2 separate regions of the Anas platyrhynchos genome follow, and region 2 is linked to region 1. Evidence: chromatin contacts called from public Hi-C data. All regions are on one chromosome and are shown on one strand. Each heading gives the region's core, a stretch centred on a gene start, on an enhancer-like site or on the middle of the called end of the contact. The rest is flanking DNA. Distances are from core to core; before and after follow the strand shown.

What was found. Hi-C and Micro-C count contacts between places; a contact is called where the count stands out from the background.
Region 2: a Hi-C map of F5 follicle shows a contact between it and region 1, with 3 times the contacts expected there. The contact joins two enhancer-like sites. A contact is called at or near these places in 5 of 8 Hi-C or Micro-C datasets (F1 follicle, F5 follicle, liver and 2 more).

Annotation. Positions count from the first base shown.
Region 1 is chr11:15,388,742-15,391,894 of IASCAAS_PekinDuck_T2T, forward strand. All of the region lies in intron 2 of SH3GL3 (SH3 domain containing GRB2 like 3, endophilin A3), which reads left to right. Among named protein-coding and RNA genes, the nearest start is that of SH3GL3, 13 kb to the left of the region's middle. Within about 2 kb of position 1,715, at least 5 of the 8 cell types and tissues checked have an H3K27ac peak or open chromatin away from gene starts, as enhancers often do. A contact at or near this core is called in F1 follicle and F5 follicle, where this site is marked.
Region 2 is chr11:15,425,040-15,428,192 of IASCAAS_PekinDuck_T2T, forward strand. SH3GL3 (SH3 domain containing GRB2 like 3, endophilin A3) reads left to right here. Exons shown (of 10, transcript XM_072043449.1): 7 at 1,079-1,237. Among named protein-coding and RNA genes, the nearest start is that of ADAMTSL3, 37 kb to the right of the region's middle. Within about 2 kb of position 1,457, at least 3 of the 8 cell types and tissues checked have an H3K27ac peak or open chromatin away from gene starts, as enhancers often do. A contact at or near this core is called in F1 follicle and F5 follicle, where this site is marked.

The DNA.
Region 1 (3,153 bases), core at 465-2,964:
TTTTTTTTTATTATTATTTATTTAACCTTCACAGAGTTCTGTTCTTGATTAAAATTTGTCTCTTGTCACTTTCAGACTCTGACATATCTTATCTGTTTTCCTGTTTTCGATCTGAAACCTTTTGATGTAGGCGGGTGTATCTCTGCCTACTGTTTTTGTAGGCCTTGTTCTCATGGTGGCTGTGCATGTGGGATACCCAGATGGTGGGAGGACGGCATCTTCTGATGCGTACTAGGAGTATTTTTAGTGTGATTTTCCTGTGTAGAAAAACAGTAAGTGTAGAGAGTGAATAAAAAATTCTTAATAGTCAGCAGCTGCTATTATTGTTTGTGCTGTGCTCTTAAACTACAGCCCGGCTGGTATCTCAGTGTGATGATACGTGATTTTTTTCCAAGTAGTCAGAGGCTAGTGGGTTGAGAACCTCCTTCCCCTGGGGTGTTTTGGAAGCTCAGCCATGATGCTGGTGTCGGAAATCTGTTGACTATGAATGCTTTTTTTTTTTATTATTTTAAATAATTAGTTGTGCAAAAAGTCTCTGTATAGCTGCAGTCTCAGTATCAACAACTCCAGCTTAGCTTCTCAGAGATACTAAAAATTAATACTTCTGTAAGAAATGTGACTGCCTGTTACTGCAAATACCTTATTTGTAATATAAGCCTGAGCAGGGATTGTTAGTCAATGCAGATTGGTTTCTTAAACCTGTTCCTGTCAGTGAAGAAGGATAAGGTAGTGCTGTTCAGGAGCTGATTGTACTGTCTATAGATAAGCATAGAGATGAACAGATTTCCTAGGCAAAACGTAGTTGTTACAACTTTTTTTTTTTTTTTTTTTTTTTTTTTGTCTTCTGAAAGGGATTTAATTTAGAACAAGAAAATATATGCTCTGTTTGTCTTTCCAAGTAGTCATCTATTTTTAATGTTCTTGAAGGCCTTTTTCTATTGTGTGGTGTTTTCTTTGGTTTGTTTTTGTTTGTTTTCCTGCTTTTGGCTATCACGAACAGTTACAAGGATGCTTGTCCTTTTATCCCAGATTTCTGCTCATAAATCACTCCAGTGATTTATGTGGCATTTGGACTGAAAACCAGATCACATCTGAGACCTTGTTACCCTGATGCAATAGTCTTGCTAGTTGTTTTTTTTTGTTGTTGTTTTGTTTAGTTTTCCTGACTATTTTTGCTTTCTGTAATGTTATGATACTAGCCCAGACATAATATTTACAATTTTTGAAGTCCATTTTGACCGCATTAATACACACAAACTTTATTTACAGAAGCATTTGCTACCAAACAAACTTGAAGTACTTTGGTAAACTGAGGAAGAGACAAACTTTGTACAAAATAAAACTGAACTTGCCATTAAGACACAAAAAGAAACTCTTTATTGACTAGCACGTTTGTGTCCTGGGACTGGAAGTTGTCGACATAGAGTCTGAGAGAAACTGTTCTTTCACATCCAACCTGAAATGGGCATGATGAGTCCAAGACCTCAGCAGAGAGAGCTGTTCCTAGCTTTTATTAAATAATTTGAGGTACCCTTTGGTAAAACTGTTAGAATTATGGTGGTAGGGCAGCAGGGAAAAGGACGTTAACATTTTGTTTATTGTCTGAGATGTTTTGAAATGGATAATTATAATTCTTGCACATGGTTCAGAAAGAAGAATAAACCTTCAGCCACTGTCAAGGACAAAAAAACAAAAACAAAACCCATTCCTTTATGTACATATAGATATCAAGTTGGTCAGTATTGTTCATCTTTATCTGTGTTGTGGCTGGATGCTCCTGTTCTGTAACCCAGTCATTATAAAACTATGCGGTAGATGATACACTGCTCATCTTTAATTCCTCAGATGATGAGAGAAGAAGCTGAGACTCTACGTAAAGCTCTGAAGGCTTGTTGGTACATAGAGTATTTGTTGAGGTGTTTTTGTTGTTGGTCGGTTGATTGGTTTGTATCTTTTTGCTGGAGAGCTTTGTTCCTGCAGAAGGAGAAGTCCTTGCATTACATATTATTTCGAATCAAAACTATTAACCTGATGTTGGGGGGAAACATGCCTCTGTGGCAAAGATCAGCTGTCATTTGTATGTGGCAGGGGGAAGGCATGTACTAAGGGGACAGTAACCTGTACTTCACCCCTCTTCCTTTGGCAGTTCTAGGGGTGGCTCACTTTTGGTTTCCATAGCTGACTTTGGGTTGTGCAGCCAACCCTGCTGAAAATGAAGTTTGTTTCCCAGGACCAGAGTATCTGGCTAATAGGTAGGAAATACGAAGACAGTTCATCATGGCTTGACACTGTTTTTCCATATTAATAATATGTCTCAGAAATCTGGGATGAGGGAGAAACTAGCTCTCAAGATGTAGGTTTATGGTTATATTTACAATTATATTTGTAACTTGCCTACCAGTAAAGCATAACTGTATTAAAAAGAAACTTTGAGAGTTTCAGTACCCAGCCAGCATAGAAGTTAGCAAATACATTTATATGGATCATCTTTGCTGCACCTGGGAATCTAAGAGTGATGCAGCTACAATTTGGGAGGACGTTAGTTATATTTTACGCATAACGTATTTATTTGTGGAAATCTGAATAGCCTTGCAATAGCAAACAGTGCAGCATGATGGAATGGAAGCTGAACTTTCTCCTTGAACGCATCTCCTTTTATAGATTCTTGGCTTTGCTGAAGAGTTTGACACAGGCATCCTGCAAGCTGGAGCTGAGCTGGCACTCCATCCTTAACTCCTGCTGTTGCCTGAGTCACTGCGGCACACGCTGGGTAATACGTTGCAGTGCAGTCTCTTGAGAATCCTGCAATGCTGAAAAACAAACAGACAAGAGAAGCACAGCAATTGCATTGCATTAAGATTTTCTTCAGTATCATTTGCTAAGTGTTACTCCAAGTTGCTTAAATATCCTAAGCAGATACATTTCTACCACAAAGTTGCATTCTGATATAGAATTCAGGACAGCCTCTGTAATATACATCCAGGAGGACAAATTCTGCTTTATATGCTGATAAAAATCTAGGCTGACTCAGTGTAGTGTCTCTTACATAGGCATATGCAGCATAACTGACAGCAGAATCTGGCTGATAAAACCTCAGTCTTCTTCCTATTAATATGAGAAAGTTGTATATATTCTCAACAGACTGCAGCACAA
Region 2 (3,153 bases), core at 207-2,706, 36 kb after region 1:
ACTGATTATCCTGTCTTGCCACCTCTCTCTGCCAGCCTAAGGCTGTTTATTATAGAGGCGGAATGTGATTGTTGAAGAAAGCTATTCAGGGCAATCACAGAATGATCTCAAAAGTGCCTTAAAATGTTGAGTGCCATATTCCACTATGGAAAAAATATAAGATGCTGAGGAACATATTTTAACCTTTAAAGTTAGGTTTTTCAGTGCTTTTGTTTACAAAATGACAATTCAAAAGAAAGCCAGGCAGTCTCTGTCTGAGTCTGATTCCAATAGACTTGGGTAATAAGCAAGTTAATTCCCTGATGAAATGCAGAAAAGAAAGTTGTTTTATTTATTTACATGTATGTAGAAAGCAGAGCAAAAAGCTAGTAATAATGCCTTGATGTCTATAGCTGTCTCCTATGATACAGAATTGTTTTCAGTTGTCATTCTTCTCCACTGATAAAAAGAAATTTTTTGATGTTAGCTTTAATGAGCATTTTGTACTGTCACTTTGAGTCCGTTCTATAAGTCTGTCAATCCCATGATTTTTGGCAACAGAAAAACTTGTATAGTGATGTCAGTTAGAAGTGTCAGGTTGACACCTAACAAAGAAAGCAAGAACATAAGATTTGTTGGAATACTGCTTATGGAATGAGAAGGGAAAATAACTCTGACTGTTGGCTGTCATATTGCATATAATTCAAGAGGTGAAATTAATTTAAGTATAGAACACAGGGGGCACTTTTGGATTTTCTAAATTAGAAGCAGGATCCAATGTTAGGCGTTGCACATTTAATAAACTCCATCCCATGATCTAGGTGCCTAAAATTACCAAATCAGGGTAGCCAGTTCCCCAGGTCCTACCAGATGACTATTTAAAGTCTACACAACTTAAAATTTAATTCACGTATGCAGTCCCAGACGTACCTGATGCTTCTTAGATCAAAGGGATGGACTGGATAATCTCTGAGCTTGGCATTTCTTTTGATTCTGCATATCCCTGTAATTGCATCCAACTGAAACTTCCTTAAATCACTATGTGTTTGTATGGGCCTGTCCCATTTGGACCTCCACCTAAATGTTCTGTCTTATTTAGCATCATTTGAAGAAACTAGAAGGTCGTCGTTTGGATTATGATTATAAAAAGAAACGTCTTGGAAAGATACCAGATGAAGAAGTTAAGCAAGCAGTAGAAAAATTTGAAGAGTCAAAGGAACTAGCTGAAAGAAGCATGTTCAATTTCTTAGAAAATGATGTAAGTCTGTCCTGCTTTTTTGTTTGCTGCAGTATATCCAGGTGGGAAATGTGTGTGGGGTTGGATAAAGTTTGACCCATCCTTCACAGGCAACAAGGACTGAAGGCAGAGAATGTACCTTTTTCCTTGTCTCTGAGAGGAACGTTATGTACAGCAGTGCATGGGAGTACTCAAGAATTCAGCAAGGTCTTCTGGAGATACAATTGCGCAGACAAGGTTGACACAGACATCTCATGTAGCTTTATTATCTATGAGCAATGAACTGCCTGAGAGCAGAATACAGGGAGATCAGGAGGAAGGAGAAGCCAGTCGCAGACCAGCTGCTTAAAGCATGAGCAAGAGATATGTACCCAGTGCTAAGAGCACTGAGTGCAGGAGCAGCTCACTTAACACACAAAACTTTGCTGCTGCTTTGAAGGATCTGGATAATTTTGGCTCTAAAAATCACAACTATAGCTTGGCTGTAAATATTGCTGCATAGAGCTTATGTGGGTTATGCTGAAGTACTTGGACATTGGCTCAGATTTGAAGTCCACCATGAAATTATGTCTTAAAAATGAGCAACTGTGGTGATTTGTGATAATCCTTTCTTCAGTGCTTATACAGCAGAATAGCAGGATGTGCTATCCCATATAGTCATAGAATTATATGAAAAGAGAGGTGGAAGGGTGCTTAAAAGGACATTTTGCTATCTGTAAGTAGGACACACAATATTAGTTTCTTTCTTACGAGTGGGTGTCAGGTTTTTTGTTTGTTTTATTATTTGGAATATGAAAGACAAAAGAAATTACTTGGTTTTGCAGAGATTTCTCTGTTAGACAGTATTAGCCCCAGTCAAGTTAAAACAGAAATAGGAAGACAGGGTCTATTCCAAAACTTTCTGTTCTGTAGATACGTTATCACAGAAACCATGCTTAAAAAGCAAGAAATGTGCTGTCTCCTGGGAGCAAACTGCAGAAAGGGGGAGCTGTTAAGTGGGACCATTTACCTGCAGACAACTTCTGTCTCTGACTACCTGTGTAATGGCCAGCTACAAACTAGCCAGTAGCTCTTAAACTGCTTGTGAGTGGGACACATTCATTACAGCAGTGCATAAGTCCATAACCCCTTGCTGTTATACCAGAACAAGTTATATTAAGGCTGCAAAAAATTAACATCTTCTATCAACAATTTCAGCACGCTCTTCCATGGTAGACTCTACCAGTTGGCCAGCTGTGGTGTATGCATTTTATAGTTCTTCTTTGCATAAGCAGCTGAGAAATGTTTCAGACATTTATCATTAGCCAAAGCACCAAAGCAAAGATGAAGCAGTGTATGGAATAGTGACTTACCTAAGCCACAAGATCAGGAACAACTGACTAGTATAACTGATTCTGCCTTTGGGAGGGAGGTGAAGTGGTTGTCCCTTTGATGTCTTTCTCCTCTTTCTATTGTTTCTGTTTAAAGAAAACTGTGCTGTTTCTCTTCCATTTGCCATGCTGACCCAATTTCTCTCCTGTCCTCAAACTTCTCATTACAGCCTTCTTGTCTAAGCTGAGTCTTTCTCACCAGATTTGCATAGATAGTAATTGCAGTCACTTCCTTCCTGTCCTTCCCAATTCTCCATATGTCTCCCTTTCTTGGCCTTCTTGCCCTGCAATCTCAATGCTCTGGTCCCCAGCCATCTTGCCAGGTGCCTCACCCAGACTCAGTCCTGATCCACATCTCTTTCTATTTTTTTTTTTTTTTTTTTTTTTGCACAGCTAGTTCCAGACCTCCCACACAGACACTTTTCTATGCACTTCTTATCAGATCCATCTTCCTGCCTTTCCCACTCAGCCAGTCTCAGGCTCCTCTAGCTAAGTGGCTTTTAGTCCCTCAGGTCTCCCTGGCTCCTTCCCAGTCTCTCTCTCTTTCTTCTCCTAATCCCCAGTTCC